2 separate regions of the Mus musculus genome follow, and region 2 is linked to region 1. Evidence: chromatin contacts called from public HiChIP or PLAC-seq data. All regions are on one chromosome and are shown on one strand. The core of a region is the stretch at or near the end of the contact, and the rest is flanking DNA. Distances in the headings are between cores, read along the strand shown. Region 1 overlaps Slc7a1 (solute carrier family 7 (cationic amino acid transporter, y+ system), member 1). Region 2 has its middle 42 kb from the start of Gm36140.

Evidence for each region. HiChIP or PLAC-seq counts read pairs in DNA pulled down with a chosen protein or histone mark.
Region 2: an H3K4me3 HiChIP or PLAC-seq map of bone marrow-derived macrophages shows a contact between it and region 1, with 5 times the contacts expected there. The contact joins two enhancer-like sites. A contact is called at or near these places in 1 of 15 datasets of contacts at CTCF or cohesin (embryonic stem cells), 2 of 484 Hi-C or Micro-C datasets (the G1E-ER4 cell line and palatal mesenchyme), 1 of 115 datasets of contacts at active chromatin or transcription factors (bone marrow-derived macrophages) and 1 of 9 other capture datasets (liver).

The regions. Positions count from the first base shown.
Region 1 is chr5:148,339,570-148,344,297 of GRCm38.p6, forward strand. Slc7a1 (solute carrier family 7 (cationic amino acid transporter, y+ system), member 1) reads right to left here. Exons shown (of 13, transcript NM_007513.4): 6 at 3,169-3,287; 7 at 2,364-2,586; 8 at 967-1,106. Among named protein-coding and RNA genes, the nearest start is that of Slc7a1, 58 kb to the right of the region's middle. Within about 2 kb of position 2,997, at least 180 of the 459 cell types and tissues checked have an H3K27ac peak or open chromatin away from gene starts, as enhancers often do. A contact at or near this core is called in bone marrow-derived macrophages, where this site is marked.
Region 2 is chr5:148,672,902-148,678,054 of GRCm38.p6, forward strand. No RefSeq gene overlaps it. Among named protein-coding and RNA genes, the nearest start is that of Gm36140, 42 kb to the left of the region's middle. Within about 2 kb of position 1,555, at least 28 of the 459 cell types and tissues checked have an H3K27ac peak or open chromatin away from gene starts, as enhancers often do. A contact at or near this core is called in bone marrow-derived macrophages, where this site is marked.

The sequences.
Region 1 (4,728 bases), core at 1,747-4,246:
TTTGTTTTCAACTGATTGGGAGACGTTCATTTTTCTGGGGAATCTATGAGGTAAGACTCACGGATACTGGACTTGCAGATGATTACCTGAAAGTCCCCTTGGCTTGGATTATGCAAGAGGTCAGCCTACCAAATTCTACACCAGGAAACCTTCAACGGACAGGGAAGATGGGTGGCTCTGAAGGGATAGGAGTGCGTACATATGTGTGTATGTGTGTGTATGTGTGTGCATGCGTGCATGCCCTGCCCACGGAGATGACTATAAGAGGTTTTTTGTTGTTGTTGGTTTTTTTGTTTATTTGTTTGTTTTGGTTTTTTTTGTTTTTGTTTTTTTTTTGAGACAGGGTTTCTCTGTGTAGCCCTGGCTGTCTTAGAACTCACTCTGTAGACCAGGCCTCGAACTCAGAAATCCACCTGCCTCTGCCTCCCAAATGCTAGGATTACAGGCATGTGCCACCATTGCCCGGCTGACAATAAGAGTTAAACTCTAAGAATAATTGCATCTTACCCTCTGGTTTGTCTTTTATCAAAGTATAGGTATCTAGAACTGGAGAGATGGCTCAGCAATTAAGAGCACTGGCTGCTCTTTCAGGGGACTTGAGCTTGGTTACCAACAGACAAGTGTTGCTGGCTCACAACCATCTATAAATCTAGTTTTGGGAAACCTGGCTCCTCTTCTGGCCTCCATAGGTACCAGGTACACACTTGGTGCACACACACACACACACACATGCAGGGCCACATCCATACACATAAAATAAAAATCTTTTTTAAAAAATAAATTAACGCAGTTATCTTTTGGTGAGCCCAGTCCTGAATGTGAACAGCGGCAGTCTGATAAAGTTCTAATAGACGAGCTGCAGCTTTTCACAGTTCACAGCCGAGGAAGATTCGAGATCCGCTCCCCTCCATGTGCTGATTTAGTAACAGCCCGGGAAACGAGTTGTAACGGTAAGTGCATACTCACCAGCAATGGCGCCTGAGGTCACAGTGGCGATTACGGGTGTTTTGGTCCTATTGTTGATTTTGGCCAAAAATTTAAACAGTAGTCCATCTTCAGCCATGGCATAGATAACTCGGGGCATGGGAAACATGGAGCCTAGGAGACTGGGTGAGAGGAAAGCAAAACAGGCAAAAACCAGGTCATTGGCAGATAAGGCCTCAGCGGACCCATGCAGGGCTGCCTCCAAGGAGGGGCGTCTGCTCTCACCAAGATCAACTCCCCTCCGGTAACTGCCTGGCACCCGGGGCTACAAGCCCTGGCATTTCACAAAGTTAACATCGCAGGGCTAACAGGGCTAAGACCAATGGTAAGAACAGGGGCCCCTGACAGAGAAGAGATGCGATCCAGGAGCAACCTCCATAAAGGGAGATTTCACATTTGTGTCTGCAAATATTCCTAGCTGAGGCTGATCGTTAGCAAATGGTTCCTGTTTACACAAGCTGGTGGGGAAGCACAGGGTATGTGAGTGTGTGTGAGTGTGTGTGAGAGAGAGAGAGTGTGTGAGTGTGTGAGTGTGTGTGTGTGTGTGGTGGGGTATATGTCTCATTAAAAGGCACCCGCTCCTTTATGCAAAGGAGCTACTACCTTACAGCCAAACTAAAGACCAAAATACAGTGGTCAAAGAGGGGGCCTGGCTCAGAGGCCAAAGTCAGGAGCAGAAAACCATTTCCTTGCCAAGTATCATGCATAGACATCAGCTCTAGTTCTTCACAACATCGTGGTGGTTTTTCCCCTTACCTACTTTCACATTCTGTAGTTTGTAACCTGTGTCAACTACAGTATGGAAATATTAGATAGAAAATTCCAGAAATAAGCAACTGATCATTCTATTTTTTAAAATGGTCAGTATGTGGGCTGGAGAGATGGCTCAGCGGTTAAGAGCACTGGCTGCTCTTCCAGAGGTCCTGAGTTCAATTCCGAGCAACCATATGGTGGCTCACAACCGTCTACACAGAGATCTGATGCCCTCTTCTGGCATGCAGACAGAGTGCTCATAAACATAAAATAAATAAATAAATAAATAAATCTTTAAAATGTCAGTACATAGTAGTGCCTCCATTGTACCCTTAGCTATTGGTGTCAATCTTACTGTGCCAAATGTTATACATTACACATTTGTGTGTGTGTGTCTGTGTGTGTGTGTGTGTGTGTGTGTGTGTGTAAAAGGAAATACTGTGTATATGGGGTTTGGAATAATCTTTTGCTTCAGGCATCCAGTGTATCCATGCTCCCCATGGATAAAAGGGAGCACGTTTTATAACACAACACAGCTGTATAACATTCCACTGGGCTAAAACACAACGAGACACACCACTGACGCTGGGGTGCTGGGGTTGGGAGCACTCGGAAGCTGATCTCACCTGGTGGAAAGTGCGCAGAGAGAGCCAATGGCCACTGCGTACTTAGCTTCTTCCCAGCCCTGGTGCTTGAAGGCACCAGGCAGCGGGCTGTCGATGTCCAGGCAGAAGTAAGGCATCATGAGCGTGAGAGCGGCGGACACGCCAAAGTACGCTATGAAGCAAATGAGGAGGGACGCCACGATGCCCACAGGAATGGCCTTCTGGGGGTTCTTGACTTCTTCCCCTAGAAGCAACAGGGTGTCGGCCAATGAGGGAAGGGGGAGGAGTAGTCGTAGCATCACATCCTCTGCAAGGTCAAACGGGCTAAGCCACGCCCCACAGGGTTCGGTGGGCAGGAACCGGGGTCTTCTGCCCTCCCGTGACAGAGCAGGGTCCTCAGTAACGCCCACCGCATAACCACAGCCCAGGAAGGTGTTCCCGACCCTCCTATGGCAGCTCAGCTAAGGGAGAGGCTTGTTTCTTTTGGCTGAGAAAGGCTGAGAGGCTTAAGGGAGCCTGACCTATCCAACCTGCCCGGCTGTTGTTATTACAAAGGCCTGCGCGTGCAGATATGAAATCAGGCTACAGCCACGCTGTCATTGTCCCAGTCTAGCGGCAGAGCCCTCGTTATGTTAATGATGTAATTTCCTGCCAGGCACTGCTCCTAGGGGGTGTGGGGAGGTGAGAAGCTATCAGCAGGAAGTGACAAATCTCTGCAGTTACTCCCACGGACCCAGAGCTGCAAGTGGCCTGTGCCAAGAGGAAAAGGCATTACTGGAGGTGGTTGCAAAGAAGCAGGGCCCCACGGGTGCGAGAGTCCACGGACCTGTGGTGGCGATGCAGTCAAAGCCCACGAAGGCATAAAAGCAGGTCGCTGCCCCTGACAGGACACCAGAGAATCCAAAGGGCATAAACCCTCCCTCACCGTATTTCACGTTTGTGTCGCTAGGAGAAACAAAACAAAACAGCAAAGATTAGAACACCTGCTGCACGGTTCCATTTTTGGAGACAGCACAGCTCTGAAGAGAAGGACAGCGCTTCAGTCTCTCTGGCCAATGTCCCTAGTCTTCCAGTGAGGACTCTGAGTGAGTGTCAGGCCTCTCTGATCCAGGGCCCGGAGCAACAGAAGCAGGCGGCTTATACTCAACCACTAGATCCCTTAAGCACCGGTACATAGGAGGGAGAAATGGCTGTAGGCAAAAGTGGGGGTGTCGCCACTGAAGGTTTGCTTTGAAGAAACATTGGGCGGCAGCCCCTGTGGAGTGAGAGCCTGGGCTTACCAAGATGAGCAAGGTAGGGCTGGCAAGATGGCTCAGCGGTTAAGAGCACTGACTGCTCTTCCTGAGTTCAAATCCCAGCAACCACATGGTGGCTCACAACCATCTGTAATGAGATCTGACTCCCTCTTCTGGTGTTTCTGAAGTCAGCTACAGTGTACTTATGTATAATAAATAAATAAATCTTTGGGCCTAAGCGAGCCGACCAGAACGAGCTGAGGTCATTTTTGTTTTTGTTTTTATTGGGGTTTTATTATGGGCAGGAGCTGCCACCACAAGGTATGCCCCTCCCACCAAGCAGGTCCGTTCTAATCCTCCTGTGCTTTCTGGGACCTTTTCTTTTTCTTTGTGCTGCTCTTTGTGAAGCTAGCAGCAACTTCAGGCTCCTCAGAAAATTTCCTTTTCTTCTTAGGGGGGGAGCAGAGATCTTAAAAAATCAATCCCCAACAACCACATGAAGGCTCACAACCATCTGTACTCACATACATAAAATAAGTAAATAAAATCTTTAAAAAAAAAAAAGACAAGCAAAGTCGAGTTATTAAATGAAGGTGGAGAAGACGGAGCTTGCCATGTGGACAGCGCAGATAAATGACCAGAAACAGAAGCTTGGGTGCCTTGCTGACGACAGATGCTCTGACTCCGACAAGGGGCTCACACAGCCTTCTCCAACCGATGGAATGGGTGCAGCACCCAAGAGCAAGGATAAACCTTCCACAGAGACCCTGCCCCACTTTGCCTCAGACCTCCGCTCCCTGACATGTGCTGTCAAGCCTCCAGGCTCCTGCCTTAAGTTCCTGCCCTGACTTCCACCAATGATGAACTGTGACCTGGAAGTATAAACCAAACTAATCCTTTCCTTGTCAGTGTGTTCCTATAGCCACAGAGAAGCACTCAGGACATCCTAGGATCGTTACCAGAGGTCCTCCACGTGATGAATGGGGTTAGGGGGGGAAGTGTGGGCCTGTCGCTGAGGGACAAGCAACATCATACATATGTACACAGGGCTATCGGGAGAAATAGATATCTACAGCTGGAAAAAGGGAAATGAATAAGTAAAACAAGGCCATTTATAGACTTGAATAAAACAAACAGGTTCCAGGCCGGCA
Region 2 (5,153 bases), core at 305-2,804, 330 kb after region 1:
CTCCCCTGTACCTCACGCTGACTGCGAGACACTGTCCAAGCCACATAGTAGCTTCCTCCATAGCTGAACAGAAAACAGTTGCCCGGGAAACGGTTTCACTCTTCCATGAGGTACTACTGACAGGAATTTGTTTCTATCACTCTTTTGAGTGCCCAGGGACCCTTGCCTGAGTGTCTCTGTCTCAGAGGAAGGCAGCCTGCCTTCCCAAGCAAGGCAGACTGTGAGCCATTATTTATATCAGCTTGAGGCATTTCACTCTGTTCCTATTTTTCTGAGTGTGTGTGTGTGTGTGTGTGTGTGTCTTTTTTCTTTCTTTTTTTTAAATCACAGTGGCCACTACTAAATTTCATCACGTGCTTTTCCTTTACTGATTTATCAAACCATGGTTTTGGTTTGTTTGTTTGGTTGGTTTTTTTTCCTGTTATTTTAATGGATTACACTGTGGGCTTGCAATACTAAATCAACCTGAGATAACCCCTCCTTTATTTGTGGGATATGATTAATCCCTTTGACATGTAACTGAATCTTATTGGCATCTCAAGAGTGTTTATATGTTCTTGAGTGCCATTGATACGTGAATTTCTTTTCTGTATCTATTTCAGGAGCAGCGTAAGACCAGCTTCACAAAAGGAATTGGGAAGTTGGTTTCCTTACCCTGTTTCTTCAAGATATTCTGTAGAGCGTCAATTTCCCCCAGTGGCCCCAGCAGAAACTACCCAATTAGGAAAGAAGGCCGCAGGCACCATTTGCTTCTGATATACACAATTATTCACACATTGTTTCATTCCAGCAGGCATGTGTCTTTCCTGAAACAAATTGCTTTCCAGATCCTCTGCCTTCTAGTCCCAAGGGTCATTAGATCACTAGGTCACTAGTGTGGCCGGTGAGTGAGTGGCCCAGAAAACCTGAGAGAGGTTCAGAAGCCACAGCTACAACAGCTACAAGGTTACAACTTGGGCGAGAAGAATGTATGGGGTCGCCATAGTGTGCTTGCTTTCTCCAGTGAGCCCTGACTCCATTCACAGTGTGATCTTATTTTGCATTTGAAGCCCTACTGTTCCCAGCTGGAGGAAGGGCAGGAGTTATTGCTCTCCTGAACTGATTGATCCTTGTACTGACAGTCGTCGGTCGTCCCTTTCTTGCAGCTGCTGGGCATTTTGTGCCATTACCTGATTAAGTAGCAGATGCAGTGAACTTGGCAGACAACTTCCTATCTGGTGTGATCTGAAATGGAAGCTGTTTTGTCAGTTCATGGACCCTTTCCTGAAGCAAACTGAAAGGAAGTGTGGCGAAAGTGGCAAACATTACTTGCTGAAATCCAGATCTTCGGACCCCGAGGCCCAGCCATCCTCTGTGTGAGTAGCCGTCAGAGGCTTTATATTTAGGCCGAGCCCGGACTCTTTTCTTTACTGGAGAACACTTTTTACTTCAGAGGATGATTGCAAAACTTTAACACTGTCACGTGTGTATTTGGCGCTTTCCCTGCTGTTGTGACAAAGCACTAAGACCAAGGCAACTTACAGAAGCAAGAATCCATTGTTGTAGCAAGTGCCAGGAAGCTGCGAGATCTCACCAACAAGCACCTCGCGGAGAAGAGAGGGAACCGGAAGTGTGGCTGGGGCTGAGGAGGCAGTGGCTCTAAAGGAGCGTCAAGGCAGGAGGCTGAAGAGGTAGCAAAGCCAAGCGGGATGGGGGCGGGAGTGGTGGTGGGGGTGAGCAGATGGGAAGGGAGCAAGAGCAGCGAAGAAGGAGAAAGTTTAGTTCCCAAAGAGCTGGGCTGCTCACTTGGTTTTGGCAGGCATGGAAAGCTAGTCTTTAGGAGAGACGTGACAGGACTTTTTAAAACAGGTTCTCTTTAGAAAGGAGAAGAGATAGGCTCAATAGAGAGCATGCTGTCTTCACAGGGCACCTCAAACTCACCAGGAAACAATCACAGAAGCAATGCAGATTCTTGACTCCTGTTGTGTCTGAAGTTCTGGCCCTGGACTTTACACTTTAAGTAAACTAGCTGTCGATCAGTGGCATCCTGAACCCCTGAGCCATAGAACTGAGCAGGTTCTGAATGCTCCCTTCTTCTCTTCTCCCCTTCCCTCCCCTTCCCTCCCCTTCCCTCCCCTTCCCTCCCCTTCCCTCCCCTTCCCTCCCCTTCCCTCCCCTTCCCTCCCCTTCCCTCTCCTCCCCTCTCCTCCCCTCTCCTCTCCTCTCCCCTCCCCTCCCCTCCCCTCCCCTCCCCTCCTCTCTGCTTCTTCTTCTTCCTCCTCCTGCTCTTCTGCTTCTCCTCCCTCTCCCTCTCCTTCCCTCCTCTTCTTCTTTGGGCATCTTTTTTTGGATACTTTCCTGCTTTCTTCTTTGTATACTGTTCATTCAGACCTTTTGTCCACTATTAAACTTGGGATCTTTCTTATTTTTGCGTTTTAAGTGTAAATTGTTGAGGGCTGGAGAGACAGTTCAGTGGTTAAGAGCACTGGCTGCTTTTGTAGATGACCCAGGTTAGTTCCCCCCGGCATCCACATAGGAACTCACAACCATACATAATTCTAGTTTTAGGGAATCTGACGCCGTCTTCTGGCCTCTGTGTGCACTGCACCCCTATGGTGCACAGGCAGACACACAGGAAAATGCACACATAAAACAAATAAACTTGAAAATATATATTGTATATTTTGTGTTGGGAGCCAAAACTAAATTCTTTATAATAATCCAAGTGAAAAAGATGACCACCAAGTCTTAAGACATAAAGCTGAACCTCCTCCCCAAGCTGACTAAATCCAGACAAAGGTCACCAACAGACTGTTCCAGTTGACCCCCTCCCCAAGCTGACTAAGTCCAGATGAAGGACACCAACAATTACACAAGATGACTCCAGACCTGACTGACGCTCTTGCGCACGCCAGACTTGCCAGCAAGAACGACGCTGCAACAGGATCCTTCTGCACACGTTTATTGGGAGAGACTGATTGCAGAGGCGAAGAGAGACCCCAAGCCCAGAACTGGTGCTGCTTATATAGGCCTAGGAGAGGCGTGTCTCACACCCGGATTGGTTATGCATGGGTTATGCTTACCACCTCATTTGCATGTCTCACATCTGATTGGTTAACATGTCTCTCATCTGATTGGTTAACTTGTCTCTCATCTGATTGGTTAACTTGTCTCTCATCTGATTGGTTAACTTGTCTCTCATCTGATTGGTTAACTCTCAAAACCTCATCTTGGCAAGAAACTTTACTGCCTATGTATGTGTGGTGGCCAGTGGTGGCCAGTGCCACCCTGCAACGGCACATGTGGCTTCCCACATCTCCCCCTTTTGTTTTAATAAAATGAGGCTGGACTAGGCCTGTGCAATTATGTCCATCCACCGTGGCTGCTGTTTTAGGTCGTTCCTCTAATGTCACAGCCTTACCCGTCATAGGGTAACCCTATCGCCACTGGGTCCCGTGTCTTAGGTTGGTCTGTGCATGAGGAAAGTTGCCCGTCTCTGGATACCGCAGTTCTGTGTGACAATAGCTGCTAGATGACCTAGGGCGAACTCTACAAAAGAGGCCAGCCAAAAAATGAATTAGTAGGGAAGTCATGATCACCCTATCGCGTACAATGAGGAAACCTCAGTGATGTGCAAGGGCTGATCAATGATCGTTGAGTCTCTCTCATTCCAGTGCAATGGATCTATAAATCCATGGGGTGCAAGAGCAGAGAACTCAGATGCCGACTAATTCTTGAGCATAGATAACCAAACTTCAGGGGAGGTGCTGTTTTCAATAGCTAAAAGTGCCTAAGTTATAATCACCTTGTCACGTTTTTGTTGGGTTCTGAACTTGCATACCAACCAGAGCATGAACACCAGTCCACAGCATATGGCAGCACCAAACAAAATCACTCCCACCCATTCCTTAAAGTAAGAAAAAGCAGAGGTAAGCCAAGAGGTAAAATTGCCAACAATGACGGGTTCTATTTGAGTTCCATTAAGGCTTAAAATCTGGCATTAGATGTAAAGAATTGAGGAAACACCTGAATGCGTCAACAGCATGGTTTCAGGAACACAGAGCTCTTCAGTTCTCACTAGCGGGAGCACCCCCAGCCACAGGAACATCCACGTCCTCATAGCTCTGCTTGCTTTGAATTGCTCTGGTCAGCCGTTCTGGGACCCACAGCTGTTGTCGGTGATCCTGAGGAAACACACAAACAGACCCTCTTGCCCACGTCAACACTGTCAACACAGGTGAGCAATGATTTCCACGCCCTTATGGCAATCTGATTCACCTACTCAAACACCTGCACTGGATGTCCTGTCTGTTGTTGTGCAAAGCGACCTTGACCAAGCAGCATATCCTTATCCCATGCTGGATTTCCTGCAGCAGAGTTAGACGCTGCCTGTTCATTTGCAAATTCAATAAGGAAGGCTTTCCGATCTAAATACTGCCCAGGTGAAAGGCATGCCTTCACCAAGACTGCCCAATCAGACGGCATCATGCAGTGTCTATTCAAGGTCTCTACCTGAGTCACAGTATAGGAGGCAGTTAAGCCGTACGTCTGCATGGACTCAGCCAAATTCCTGATTACTTTGAAATCTAGAGGCTCATGATATCTCTGCCTTGCTTAGTCGGTGAAAATAGGACATCCCAGCAAGGAGAATCTAACCTCTCTCCAAACCTCCGGACAGAAGGTCTGCCTATAGGTGGCTGCTGAGGAGGCATAGGGAGGGGGCGCAGAAGCTAATTCGCCTTCCTCCTCCGCCTCGGCTCTTTTATTTTGTCCTTTCTGTCCACCTGATAACACTGTGTCTCCTTTCTTTTTCTTTCTTTTTTTTTAAGCCCTTCTCCTCTTCCGACATACTCTCTTGTTGCTCTGTAAGGATTTTCTGACCTGTCTTGACTGCCTCTACACACAGTTTCAAACAGTAACAGAGTCCATATATCAGAACAAACAAGACCAAAACTATCAGACCTACCCACAAAGAGTCAATGGGAGAAAAAAGCATAACTCATGAACCTTAACATGTCCCAAAGCCGGGAACCTTATCGTCTCAATCCTTTCTTTCCTTCTCTTCTCTCTTTCCCTTCTCTCCTTCCTTTCTTTCCTTTCTTTCCTTTCCTTTCCTTTCTTTCCTTTCTTTCCTTTCCTTTCCTTTCCTTTCCTTTCCTTTCCCTTTTCCTTTC